Regions from separate parts of the Mus musculus genome. Here region 2 is linked to region 1. Evidence: chromatin contacts called from public Hi-C data. All regions are on one chromosome and are shown on one strand. The core of a region is the stretch at or near the end of the contact, and the rest is flanking DNA. Distances in the headings are between cores, read along the strand shown.

The links. A called contact is a pair of places that touch in the nucleus more often than the background predicts.
Region 2: a Hi-C map of nephron progenitors shows a contact between it and region 1, with 2.6 times the contacts expected there. The contact joins two enhancer-like sites. A contact is called at or near these places in 1 of 39 promoter capture datasets (liver), 1 of 484 Hi-C or Micro-C datasets (nephron progenitors) and 1 of 9 other capture datasets (adipose tissue).

Annotation. Positions count from the first base shown.
Region 1 is chr8:121,394,027-121,400,948 of GRCm38.p6, forward strand. No RefSeq gene overlaps it. Among named protein-coding and RNA genes, the nearest start is that of Gm26747, 21 kb to the right of the region's middle. Within about 2 kb of position 2,290, at least 10 of the 459 cell types and tissues checked have an H3K27ac peak or open chromatin away from gene starts, as enhancers often do. A contact at or near this core is called in nephron progenitors, where this site is marked.
Region 2 is chr8:121,663,908-121,670,590 of GRCm38.p6, forward strand. No RefSeq gene overlaps it. Among named protein-coding and RNA genes, the nearest start is that of Zcchc14, 15 kb to the left of the region's middle. RefSeq lists an enhancer at 4,048-6,683. Within about 2 kb of position 1,599, at least 168 of the 459 cell types and tissues checked have an H3K27ac peak or open chromatin away from gene starts, as enhancers often do. A contact at or near this core is called in nephron progenitors, where this site is marked.

The DNA.
Region 1 (6,922 bases), core at 1,040-3,539:
TCCAGAACACAAAGCACAAGACAGGAGTAACCCAAATATTATTCCAATTTTTTTCCAGGCACTTAAGCAAAATAACTTTCTCTCTTTTTTTCTTACATTTATGTAGCTTTTGTTATAAATACAATCACAGTCCAAGCCCACATCTGCCTAGTGTCGGTCTCTGGATTTTCCTATGCAAATAGCCAGCCACCCTTCTTCCTTGTGTCCGCTCGTTCTGCAGTTCAAATATTGCTTTCTCTTTGTAACGAAAGGCAAAGCACTCCCGTTACCAGAGCGCCTGCCTTACATGTGTGTTTCTATATAAAGATAGAATTTCCCGTGGCCAAGAACATTCATTTTTGTTTTCTTTACATTTTTTCCGTGTTTTAAGACATTGGGAAGATTTTTTTTTAATTGGCAACTTAGGTTTACAAATTAAAATTACAATCAAATTTATTTTGTATCACACTTCAACCATTCTAAAAGAGGAACATTTTAACTGGGTCTTGTTTCTCATTATTATACATCATAAAAAAAAATAATAAGTGATCCTGGACCCCAAAGCCGGGCTTGCTATCATGTTACAGTGACAGGCTGTCTCGTTTCGGGCGTGTGGAGAGACCAGAGTATTTACTTTCTGTAACTTAATTTCTCACTCAATAGAGTTTGAAAGCTCTGGATATTATAAAGGCAAACTCATTTTCTGCCGGAATAAAATGAGAAAATGAAAATTTTGAAATTCATTTTATTTGGTAAATTCAGTAGGGACTCCCCATGAACCCCTGAGATAAAACAGCCCACCCTGTTTACTTTCCCCTTCTTTTAGAGCCTTAAAATGAAAATGGAAGTCCCTCCCTCCCCTTCCTATGTGATGTTTGTGTAGAAATTCTAGAATCTCCTTCCTAAATGGGGAGAGCAGAGCTCAGGCTGCCTGCACTGGCCCAGGAGAGCCAGGAGGCTGGGGAGAGTCACCCCAGAGCTGAAGCGGGGCTCAGGAGCTCGGGGCTGGAGGGAACAGAGGGAAAACTCACGGTTCTGGGTCCACTTCCCAGCCTGATCCTTATTCCAAAAGGAAACGAGACTGATTTGTGTCGAAACAGAAATGAGCATCAGGAAACGGGCAGTGCCGATAACCAAACAATCGATTGTAGAAACACAACAAATTAAAAAAAAAAAAAATCGGGTTTTTTTCCATAATGGAAAAGCGAGTGAGGAGGGGGAAGGCGGCAGGGCACGTTTTAACTTTTTCCAGGGCCTGCACTGGTCCCAGGTCAGTCTAAGTAAGAGCTTGGGGTATTAGCCTGTGTATCCATGTAATACGAAGGCTGCTTTGACTGGCTGCTGTGGATCAGGCTGATCGAAACCTCCAAATTCCCTGCGTGAGACGGCCATCGACTCTGCTGCAGATCTGCGGTCCCTGCCTTAAACTCAGCGGCCCGAGCCCCTGGGGATCTCCCTGGATGACAGGAAATGGGGACATGTTAAGGACATTTCATCGGCATTTGCCTCCAAGCTGGGGAGCCAGGATGGACATTTCATGATTGGTCCCACCACGAAGATAGATGGGGTGAGAGAGACAGGGTGTTCTGAGCATGTGGTCGGCATCCTGTGGCCTGGAGAACAGAGAGACTTCACCCTGAATTCCCATGAAAGGAATAAAAACAAAGAGTTTGCATTTTGCAGTGGGGCCATGTTTCAAATTCATTAAAGGGTGGTCCTCCACAGCTGGGGTGTCTCGGAAAAGGATGGCCATAGTTTCTTGTTTATGGTGTGGGGATGTGCATGGGTGCCGGTGTCTGTGTACATGTATGTGTGTGACTGGGGTATGAGTGTGCATATACACATATGGCATACCTATGTGTGTGTATGTTAAGGGGATGCATGCATGTTTGTGTCTGTGGTCTGTGTATGTATGTTTATGTATGTATGTGTATGTGTTTATATGTTCATGTGTTTGTGCATGTCATATGTATACACGTGTGTGATGTGTGTGTGTGTGTGTATGCATGTGTGTTTTCTTCCCGAGATCAAAAGGATAAAGAACTCGTTCCTCCAGCCAACTAAACACTGGCGTGCAGAAACGCAGAGCCTGTGTTTAACAGTGTCCTGCAGGAACCCGTCTTGAATTTTTTCAAGTCCTCTCTTTGATCAAAAGCCGGCAGAAAATTCCATTTCTTCTCGTTCTGTTGCATTTAACACGGACTAACACAGGGTGAGTTTAAACAAACAGCCGGCTGGAGCATGAATACGCCTTTCAGTCTGTGGAGCTTGAGGTGGGCTGGATCCAGGGGAGGGGTGGCAGGCAGGGGATTAGCTGGAGGGGAGAAAAGCTCACGAGTTTAGGAGGCAGCAGCTAAGACTGTCCAAAGCCCCTGCAAGGAGACCTAAAGCTGTCTCCACACCCGGAGCCCGAGCCGCACCAAGAGGCCGCACTGTTGAAATTCTTCTGCCTGGAAGATAAATGGCCTACTTTACTCTCAAGTGTCAAGTAGAGAAAACAAAACAAAACAAAAATCCCTTCCAAGTGGATTTTCGGAGGATAATCCGCCATCAGCCCGAGCGAGCGCAGCAAGAGGGAGCCTGGAAAGAAGGGGAACCGGAGGGACTTCCAACTCCAGCACCCAAGGGTGGGATGCAGGGAGCCGAGAAAGGCCAAGGCCAGGCTCTGGTACCTTTGAGGTGCGGCCTGAGGCTGGCTGCCCCTGACAACAAGGCACCCCTGTTAGCTTTCTCAGGTCTAGACTCCAACAACTCAGACATGCCCCGAGCACTCTGGCCAATGAGGCCCTCCAGGGTGTCACAGCCGTCCAACACACTTCGGCATATAGGCTTGGGACTGCTGTGGGTGATAAGGGTGGGATTTGGGGTGTTTCTGAGTCCAGCTACCCCAGTAAAGAGCTAGCTCAGTGAGATTTCCTATGTCATTGTCTCTGCTGCTGGCTACCTTTCACGCTGATGCTTCCGTTTGAAGAAGGCCATTGCCAGCCCAGGCCATGACAAGCTTCCTTGACTGCTGAGGTCTGAAATCTCCCTCAACTGTCACATCCTGCAGAAGAAGACAGTTGTCCTATCAGATGTCCATCAAAAGAAGTCCCCCCGGATCTCAGCCCAGCCAAGGCTGAGTCCAGTGGCCAGGTAGGTGGATAAGAGCAAAGAACCTTACAGGAGTCCTGTCCAACTCCTCCTTATCCTTCTCCTGACTGTGTGCAACCCTCAGAACTCAGGATGAGCATTGGGAGAAAGAGGGATGAAAATGGTCACCCTGAGCGGCTAGAGGCTGGAGTAGCTTATTAGCAACCACCCGGGCATGGCCTCAGGGAGGGCAGGTAATAATGGAGAGGCATTTTGTGGAGATTTGAGCCAGGGGAGATGAACCAGGGCAGTAATTACAAGCTGACAAGATTGAATTACCATGCGGAGGAGGCTCTGAGAGCCATCCAGCCGGTAAATGTCCCTCTAGCCCTTGGTACAGTCTGGCTTTCAACTGTGTTGGAGCAGGCTTAGTTCAAGCCTCGGGAAATGATGCGTCTTTAAGGTGAGAAAGGAACAGGGTAGAGCCTGGTCGGTCGCTATGCCTGGAACACACCAAACACACACTGCCCCCCCCCACCACCACCACCACAGGCTTTTTCTGAAGAAGCGGAAAACAAACCTTAGCTGTCACAAAGCACGGGCAAAAGAATTCAGAGATCTGATGTTCGTGGATGTGTGCACACAAACAATGCTTTGTTTAAATTTTATTTATTTTAAACAGCACCTTTGGTTCTTCTAGCCAAACAAACCCCCTCTTTCAAACTATCACCCTGACTCCCACAGAGCTGCCCCTCACGAATGTAAACAGGAGAGCTTCCCACCAGCCTCTTGATGGAATGTTCTGAAACGCCAGCAGCCACGCTTTCATTTTACGGCAGCCATGGCTTCGTGGCATAGTGTGTGGGTTCGGGACAAGTGAGCAGAGGAGCCTTATATAAATTATAAGTGACACTGGGGCTGCCCAGCAGGCAAAAACCAGAGGTGCAACCCAGAGGCCTCACCTTTATGAGGCCCAGTGAGCTGGGGATGGAGGCTGGGACCTCAGAACTTCTCATTGGGCCCGTGATGAATTAGATGAGGGGTGGATTGCCCTCCTGGGGCACCAAGTGCTAGAAAACCAAGTTTTATTAGCCTAATAAAATGGAGGGGGGACTGTCCGGGACATTTCAGCTGGAAGAATAAATCCTGAGGAGTGAAGAGAGGCAGCTGCCTTTGAGAATAGGAGGAGAATGCAGGGCAGGGGCCGCTCTCAGAACTACGCTGTGTGCATTCCAGTGTAGAAGCTGTGCACGGTGACAAGCTCATCCCAGTCTGCTCATTTCCAAAGCCAGGAAGGCAAGATAAGCCAAGATTCATGTGTACAGCACCAGGAAGCCCAAGAGAGCAAGCCTGCCCCTTACCTGACAGAAAATGCCACCCTGATAGAAAACGCCATGCATGAGTCTCCTGGAAGCAAGGCAGGGGGATTTACAGAGCACGCACACCCCAAGCAGGTAGGTACCACAGGCTGCCTTCACACAGGTGCCTGGGCCTCAGATGGAGGAGGTCGATGAGGTTCTAAGGACGGAGGCCACACATTGCCCCTAAGGCTGCTTGCCTGCAAAGGACAAGTTCATGGGTCCTGCACTGAGGCAGAGACAGAAGGATCACTCTGTGTGTGTGTGTGTGTGTGTGTGTGTGTGTGTGTGTGTGTGTGTGTGCGTGTGTGTGTGCGTGTGTGTGTGCGTGCGCGCACGCACGCGCGCGCGCGCACGAGCACATGTGCACACGCACATTCAAGGCCAGTTTGGTCTGCATAGTGAGTTCCAGGCCAATCAGAGTCACACAGCAAACTCTGCCTCTAAACAAACAAAGAAACAGAAAACAAATAAAGCAAGCCAGCCAGCAAGAGGCTCAGTGTGTGACGGCTCTTACATAACCCCGACAACCTGGGACCTGCGTGTGAATTGTCCTCTGACCTGCACACGAGTACTGGAGCACCCGTGAACCCACACACATAGAATACAAATTTTTAAAGACCCTGTTAAAAATAAATAAATTGTTGATCCCATGTCACACTGCCGTCACAGGGACAGTCCATGACAAGGAAACGTGAGATGAGTGGGGCTCTCTCTCTCTCTCTCTCTTTGTGTGTATGTGTGCCTATCTGTCTGCCTGTCTGCCTGCCTGCCTGTCTTCCCACTGAGGCCACCTTGAATCCATCTCCCTGCTCAGGTGGCAGGATGGATCCTCCAGAGCTTTGAAGCTAACAGCATCCTCAGGCACGGTTAGGGCTCCTGGACATCACCTTAGATAATGGTGACTCACTTGGGGACCCTCGTCTCTCAGAGGCCCCCTGCTGGACTTTGCCAGAAGATGGAGCCTAGGCCTGATTAGAAAGAAAGGCAGAGACAGAAATAAGAAACTAAAGAGAGGTGGGGACAGACTCAGAGGACAGGGAGGGTGACCTGCCATTAGGACCAACTACTTCCACCCCAGTGTCCTCCCAGCCAGTAAACATCTGCAGACGCTTTCCTTTTTGTCTGTGCATTGCAAGTACATCGGGTCACATGACTGTGTCCTAGCCCAGCCTTAGGCCAGGGTCAGGCCTGTTTCTATTTCTCAGCAAAAAGAACTCTATCAAGTGCCAGTGGGATGACCAAGAACCTACATTCTGATCCTACAAGGGGGTCTCTATTAGGGTTTCAAGCATGTTTTCAGATACAATACCTAACAAGAGACAACTTTCAAGGCTACTCCAGCCCCACTTCGGAGAGACCGTGTGCAGTAGAATCTGTCTGCAGGACTCGTGGGACCAGGCCAGCGGCAGCACGAGACACGGCTGCCATACAGGAACGTCTTCCTAGCCAGCTCCCTTATGAAGATGGCCAGCACAAAAGCAGATAGACATAAGCAACCTTGACCTTGCTTCTGGGGACCCAGACGTTCCCTCCCACGCACACCACACACAATGTACACAGAAGACAGTCCTCTGCTCGGAGTGTGGACTTCAGCTCCTCTCTGCTGCTCCGACCTGGCTCAGCCCTTGAGTTAAAGTTGCATGGGACTGTGAGGACTTGAGGCAGTAGTTTGTCTAGCTCTGTGCTAGACAACCTAATTCTAAAGATAAATATTGGTACACCAAGGCCAAGGTCATGGAGGTTTAGAAGAAGCACAAAGGAGATGAGAGCTACCAGGGAGGCCCAGCCACAGGCAACCTTCCTGTGGGGATTGTTCCTCACAGTTAACTTCTGAATGGAGGCCATGTCTCCATGGCACTGCGGGCAAGGAGCCTAGACCTCATGGGGAAAGACCTGATCGTGCCCCTACTTGTTGGCACAGTGACCTGAATGCACAGCTGGACTAACCCCAGCTTCCTCACACAGTAACAGTAACAGAGATGACAGCTAGCCGTCCCCAGCCCAGGACCGAAATCCGTGAAACACCCCATAAGCCCATGCTGCAGTGGCCAGGTGTTCTCTCATAGACTACCCCCCACCCCTACCCCCCACCCCTGTCTAGCGAACCCCCGTTAGCCACCAGTGTCTGAGCTAAGATTTATGCCCAGAGCCACGCCCCTGCACTGTACCTGTTAGGGTGGACAACAGGGAAACAGGAGGAGCCACCTCTCAGTAAGTGAATGAGGAAAACCGGGCTCCTCACAACCGACTCAGAGAGCAAGAAGCTACTGGGAATCTAAGGAGCCATGGGGGAGGGGCACCGGGATCAAAGGAGATTTGCACGGAGAGCCACGCAAGCTCCGAGGGCCCCCTGCTGCTCCAGTTTCTGACTCTCAGTTTGGGTGCCTCTGTGGGAAAACTGGAAGCTTTCCCATGACAAGACGTGATAACACAGGGCTGAACTGGACATCAGTGGGCAGCAGTAGCATCCAGTCTGAGCCCCGCCCCCTTTGTTTTGGGTGGATCTCTTG
Region 2 (6,683 bases), core at 349-2,848, 270 kb after region 1:
CTGTTTGTCCCTCTGGCAGCTTCTTGATGTCCTCTCCAGGCTGGCCTGGTGGCGCGGATGCCTTTGCTCCACAGCTTATGCCTCTCTTGGGTTCCCTGGGAGAAGCAGTCGGGATGCCCCAGCTGCGGGGTCCATCGGTGAGATGTCTGTGTCTTAGGCTTTTGCTGTAACTTTTTCAGTTTCTGTGTGTAACTTTTGTGTCTGTGTGTCTGTGTGTGTTTTCCTATTGCTGTAATAAACCACCCTGACAAAGCAACCTACAGGAGTTTACTCTGACTCGTAGGTAAAGTGTACAGTCTAGTCTGAAGACAGGGTAGCAGGGGTGAGGCAGACATCACACAGGTGGGAAGTGGGGCTAGCTTCCCCCCTTGTGAGGCAGAAATCACACAGGCGGGAGACCCTGTGCACACAGCATGTAGTGTGTTCAGAAACACACACAAAGGCTCACAGGAGACTTGAAGCTCTGGGCGGGTCTTGCGGGTAGACAAAGGCTAGCTAGCATGATGTTTGGTATTGGCTTTATCCAGTCTTGTGGGTGTGTTAGGACCCAGGAGCGACTCCTTCCTTCTGCCATCTCCCCCTTCTGGGCAGTTTGCAGGTGTCAAACGTAGCCGAGGGGATCTTTGGCTTTCAGAATCCAAATACTATGGGGCAATCCTGGCCTCTGCCTCTCCTTAGAATCCTGGTCCTAAATGTGCCATGCAGATCCAGGGAAGGTCTGGTTCTAGTCTGATCTAAAGAGCGAGCGATGAAGAAAAGGTCTTCCCAATATCCACAGGCCCTGGCTGATCACAGACACAAGCTAGTGCTGTTTTATTGTTTCTTTGGTTTTGGGTTTTGAGTGGCTGAAGGCATTCCTGATATCCAGACAAAAACCTCTGTGAAGGTATTCACTGGATGCATCTGTAGCCAGTGAAGGCTCCTGTTTTGTGTGTGTGTATGTGTGTGTGTGTGTGTGTGTGTGTGTGTGTGTGTGTGTGTCTGTCTGTCTGTCTGTCTGTCTGCCTGCCTGCCTGCCTGTCTTCTAGAGACTACAGGTTAACCCCAGAAATTATTCCTTAAGCACCTTCCAGACTTTTCTGTTGCTGTTGAGACATGATAGGCTAGGCGCGTTGTCAAACAGAGCCTGAAGGATCTATTTGTTTCTGGCTCCCCAGTGCTAGGATTACAAGTGTAAGCCGCTCCACCCAGCTTATGTTATTTATTTATTTATTTTTATGTGGTTCTGGAAATCAAACTCAGGTCCTCAGGATTGCAAGGCTGGTACAGGATGAAGAGATACCTCCTAAGTCCCAGTCTGTTTCTTCTTAAGGCTCATGAGTCTGTAACCCTCACAGGATGCTGAAGAGCCAGGAGGCTTTAAAGAACAAACATGAGAGTCTGTGTTCACCCTGGTACAAGCCATGGATCCCCGTGGCCCAGCCCCTGTGTCCGCTGGTGCGGTTGGGCCGGGCCTGCCAGCATGTGGGCTGTTTGTTGCGCAGAGCCTAGACTCCAGGAGCCAGCTGCTAGCCACAGAGCCCACAGCCCACAATCCCAGGCTCCCGAGAACCACACTGACTTCCGCCTCCTCCCCATGGCTGCGCCAGCCTCCCTGACCTCCTGGCCGCCGTTTCCCAGCAGCCTTTTGTTTATTTGGACAACGTCTGGGGTCTCCTAGAGAAAGAGGCTCAGCTGAGTTCCAGGAAGTGAGTCCGCACTGCCTGCTCTTGGAAGGCTCCCAGCTGTCCCTCGGTGGCTCCTTTGGGCAAAAGCTGCTTAGCCGGCAGCCACTGCAGCGCCTACCCTAGCCCTGGTGTGCGCTGTTACCCACGCCTCCTTTACCTCGCTCTGCCACACTGCCTGACCTCTGTCTGATGCTCCATGCTTGGTGTTTCCGATGCTCTGCTCAATTCACAGGGACTGTTTTATGTCACCAAGCACATCCCAGCGGCATGGCTGACAGCAGGAGTTTCCATCATCTTCTCTGCTCTTAAGAAACAGCCTCCAGCCAGGTGGTGATGACGCACACCCTTTGATCCCAGCACTTGCGAAGCAGAGGCAGGCGGATCACTGTGAGTTCGAGGCCAGCCTGGTCTACAGAGTGAGTTCTAGGACAGCCAGGGCTACACAGAGAAACCCTGCCTGGAAAAGTGAGAGAGAAAGAGAAAGAGGGAGAGGAAGGGAGAGGGAAAATAGTCTGTTGAGTTTGTGTCAATCATGGGATGGCTATAACCTCTCATTTATAGCTTAGAGCTGGGAGTACGAGGACAAACCACCAAGACTGGCTTTCTCCACGCCCAGTATGAATTCAAACTCTGGCTCTCACGCTTCCGTAGCCAACACTTTACCAGCTGAGCTATCTCCATCCTCAACGCTCCGCTTTTCTTTCTTTCTTTTTTTTTTTTAAAGATTTATTTATTGTTATTATATGTAAGTACACTGTAGTTGTCGTCAGACACTCCAGAAGAGGGAGTCAGATCTCATTACAGATGGTTGTGAGCCACCATGTGGTTGCTGGGATTTGAACTCAGGACCTTCAGAAGAGCAGTTGGGTGCTCTTACTCACTGAGCCATCTCACCAGCCCCTCCGCTTTTTGCTGTCCATCCAGGTTACCTTTCTCAAATGTCACCCAGTTGTGCTTTTTAGCCCTGCATAAGAACTTGGGAGTAATCAGATGAGCATTCTGGAACCATCTACACATCATTAGTAACTGGGCAAGGATTTGCTGCTCATCACCAAATGTCCCCAACAGGTTAACTGCTAGTCAGGTAGTGTTGGAAAAACCCCATGGGAACTTTTCTTTATGGTCATGTCCACAGCAAACACTTTTCTTTTTAATCTTAAAAAAATATATACTCCCTTTAATCCCAACACTCAGGAGGCAGAAGCAGGCGGATTTCTGAGTTCGAGGCCAGTCTGGTCTACAAAGTGAGTTCCAGGACAGCCAGGGCTACACAGAGAAACCCTGTCTCAAAAAAACCCCAAATATATATATATATATTTGGCTATCCTGGAACTCACTTTGTAGACCAAGCTGGCCTTGAACTCAGAAATCCGCCTACCTCTGCCCCCCGAGTGCTGGGATTAAAGGTGTGCGCCACCACGCCCGGCTAGTTTTTTGGGTTATTGTTTGTGTTTGAGAACTGCCCTGGTGCTCACCACATAACCCAGACTAGCCTCAAGCTCATCCTCCTCCTGCCTCGTCTCCCAGGTTCCGGGGGACACCAACCCTCCAGGCTCACCGGTGTTTTAGAATGACTCTCAGGAGACACATCCCGGCCATTTCTTCTTCTCCCCTTACAGTGGGGTTACCAACTCAGTGTAGGAATGACATGTGACAGCGTGACAAAGAAGATGCTTCCAGAGACCACAGAACTGACTCCTTGAGCCTTGTCACACCACCACAGCTCACTCAAGTTCCCAGCATTCTTCACAGAGGTCCGCCTGCCTCTGACTCTCAAGTGCGCCACCATGTCCGGTTCTTTTGCTAATCTTTTTATTCATCTAAATTATTTTGTGTGTGTGCCACAACTGTGAAGACCAGAAAAGGGCATTGAATTCCCCTAGGAGTAGGGTTACTGACAGTTGTGACCCACACCATGTGGTTGCTGGGAATCGAACCCAGTCCTCTACAAGAGCAGCCAGTGCTCTACCCACTGAGCCATCTCTGCAGCTTTCTTTCTCTTTCTTTCTTCCTTTCTTCCTTCCTTCCTTTCTTTCTTTCTTTCTTTCTTTCTTTCTTTCTTTCTTTCTTTCTTTCTCTCTCTCTCTCTCTTTCTTACTTTCTTTCTTTCTTTCTCTCTCTTCCTTTCCTTCCTTTCCTTCCTTCTTTCTTTCTTTTTTTGTTTTTGTTTGTTTGTTTGTTTGTTTTTTGAGACAGAGTTTCTCTGTATAGCCCTGGCTGTCCTGGAACTCACTTTGTAGACCAGGCTGGCCTCGAACTCAGAAATCCGCCTGCCTCTGCCTCCTGTGTGCTGGGATTAAAGGCATGCACCACCACTGCCCGGCTCCTTCATTCTCTTTTAAAGATTTATTTATTTATGTATATTTGTACACTGTAGCTGTACAGATAGTTGTGAGCCAGTCAACCCCGCTTGCTCTGCCCGGCCTGGCTCCCTCAGTCCCTGCTAGCTCTGGCCCAAAGATTTATTTATAATTATACATAAGTACACTGTAGCTGTCTTCAGATGCACCAGAAGAGGGCGTCAGGTCTCATTACAGGTGGTTGTGAGCCACCATGTTGTTGCTGGCATTTGAACTCAGGACCTTTGGAAGAGCAGTCAGTGCTCTTACCCGCTGAGCCATCTCTCCAGCCACTGTCTTCAGCTATTTTCAATGATGCCTATGAGACATGTGGTCAGAGAGGGTTCCAGGACCGAGTGGTGGGACAGAGGCAATGAGGTGCAAGAACTACAAGCTCTCTCTGTCTGCTCACAGCCAATCTCCCTTCATCCTCTCTCACACCAAGGCTGAGCCCACTGGGATATGGAGGGCCCCGGAAAGAGGAGAGTATCCCTGGAAAGACAAAAGCAGAGCCAGGCGCCTGGGCTATAAGCAGAAGCCTGCTGCTGGCTTTCCCTCTGTTTAGAACAGCGTGCGAAGGCAGGCCCTCTGCTCAGCTTCAGGGTAGACAGCTCACGAATGGCTTGGGCCAGGGCACAGGGGGAGGCTGTCTCCTCTTGTGGAGTTCGCCTTAGGCCTCCATTTCAGGCAGGCTGCTATTTTTAGGGGGCTGGCACCATGGATAAATGCTGGGTAGGGAGCAGAGGGGACCTGACACACAGAGTCTGGGCATGCTGCAGCAGGGTGGGGTGAAGGAAAGGGGGCTGCCGGGCTGCCGAACAATGGGCTTGGGGGCTGGCAGGCAGGGTGGCTGTCACACCCAGTGCGATGTTAATCACATCCTGCCTGGCATCTCAGCAGTTCTGACACATGTAGCCCCACCCCACTCATGAGCACCCTCCCTGCCTACTGCACAGGGTGCTGCCTCCCAGGCACCATCCCTCCAATGCGGACTTCCTTTGTCTGTCTGTACCGGCACCACCAGAGGAAGGGTCCTTTCCAAGAAGGCCGAAAAGCCAAGGGTGCCGCCTGCTCCTTCTTGGGACTTGGCCGTTGCGGGCTGATGAACAGGAGGAGCCCCTATTGATATTCCAGCCAGGACTTTGGGGAGCTGTAACAACAGAAGCAGACCCCCGGCTAGCCAGGATGAGGCTTTCTGACAGTTGCTACAGGGATAGGAGGGAGCTTGACCAACGGAAAGGTGACAATCAGGTCACAAGAAGGCTGCAGGGAAGTGGCTCTGAGGATGGGGGTGGGGCATGCCCGCCTTGGATGGGGGTGGATTCTAGACCTCTGTGGTCTAGAGACGACCAGTTTCCCATCCATCCCTGCGTACCCTGATCAGGGCTTCCTCCCAGATCCTGCAACCTCAGACGCACATTGTTTCTTTGGCTCATGAGCCTGAGGACCAGGAAGGGAGGTGGGGAGGCACGGGGAGTGTGACTCACTTGTGGCCACCCAGCCAAGAGACTGGCAGGGGTGGGGGGGGCAGTCTGCATCCAATCAACCCCAGCTCAGCTGGCTGAGCTGGACTTACCAGGAAGTCCCTCCCCTCCTCACGGTGTGCACCCCCTCCCACCGTTCCTCACCATCCACCCCCTTGCACTTCTCTTCCCTAGCCGCCATTCCCCATGTCCCTTCAGGCTCCCTGGGCCTGGTGCTAAGGAAGGCAGGGCACGAGGCAGGGCACAGCTTCTCAGCTGTGGCTTTTGGTTGGATGTTGCGTTACCTTTATCTGCCTGCCTGTTCTGTTTTGTCTGCGATAAATACTATAACCAAAAAGCAACGTGGAGAGGAAAGAAAGGGCTCGCCTTTAGCTGACACAGTACAGTTCATCACCAAAAGGAGTCAAGGCAAGAACTCTCAAGGCGAGAAGCTCGAGAAGCTCGAAGCAGAGGCCCCTGAGGAGTGCTACTCCTCACTCGCTTGCTCCCTCGGGTCTGCTCAGGTACTTGTTCTACACAGCTCAGGCCCACCTGCCTTGGGCTGGCATCACTCACAGGGAGCTGAACTCTCCTAGATCAGTTAGCCATCAAGAAACTGCCTCACAAATATATATATATATATATATGCCCATAGGCCAATCTGACAGAGCCAGTTCCTCAGTCCAGGGCCTCGATCACAGGGTGACAGGCATGCTGAGCCACGAGCCAGCACCACCCTGGTTTCCTCCTCTGTGACACAGGGATGAGACATCTTTTGCAGGGCTGTTGTCCGTTACCAGGTGGGTGCCAGGCATGGGATGGATGTCAGCCACGTGAACTTTCTGTTCTTCCCGGGGACCCAGGCTGGAGGAATGGTCCAGCCTAGAGTTGCCCACCCCTGGACCTGGCCATTACACAACACCATCCAGGGGCTGTAGATGGATGCTGTGTTGCCCTCAGGGAAAGAAGGGAATGTTCTGGGTACTTAAAACCTAACGAAAGGCTAGCAAGACGGCCCAGCAGGTCAAAGCACCTGCCGCCAAGTGTGACAATCTCAGTTACATCTCTGAAACCTACATGTTGGGAGGAAGGGAACCAATACCCTTAGGTTACCCTCTGACCTCCAACATGCACCATGGTGTGTGCGTGCCACTCCCTCACACAACACACAAATCAATAGACGAGCAAATCAAATAACAGTAAGTGAAACCCGC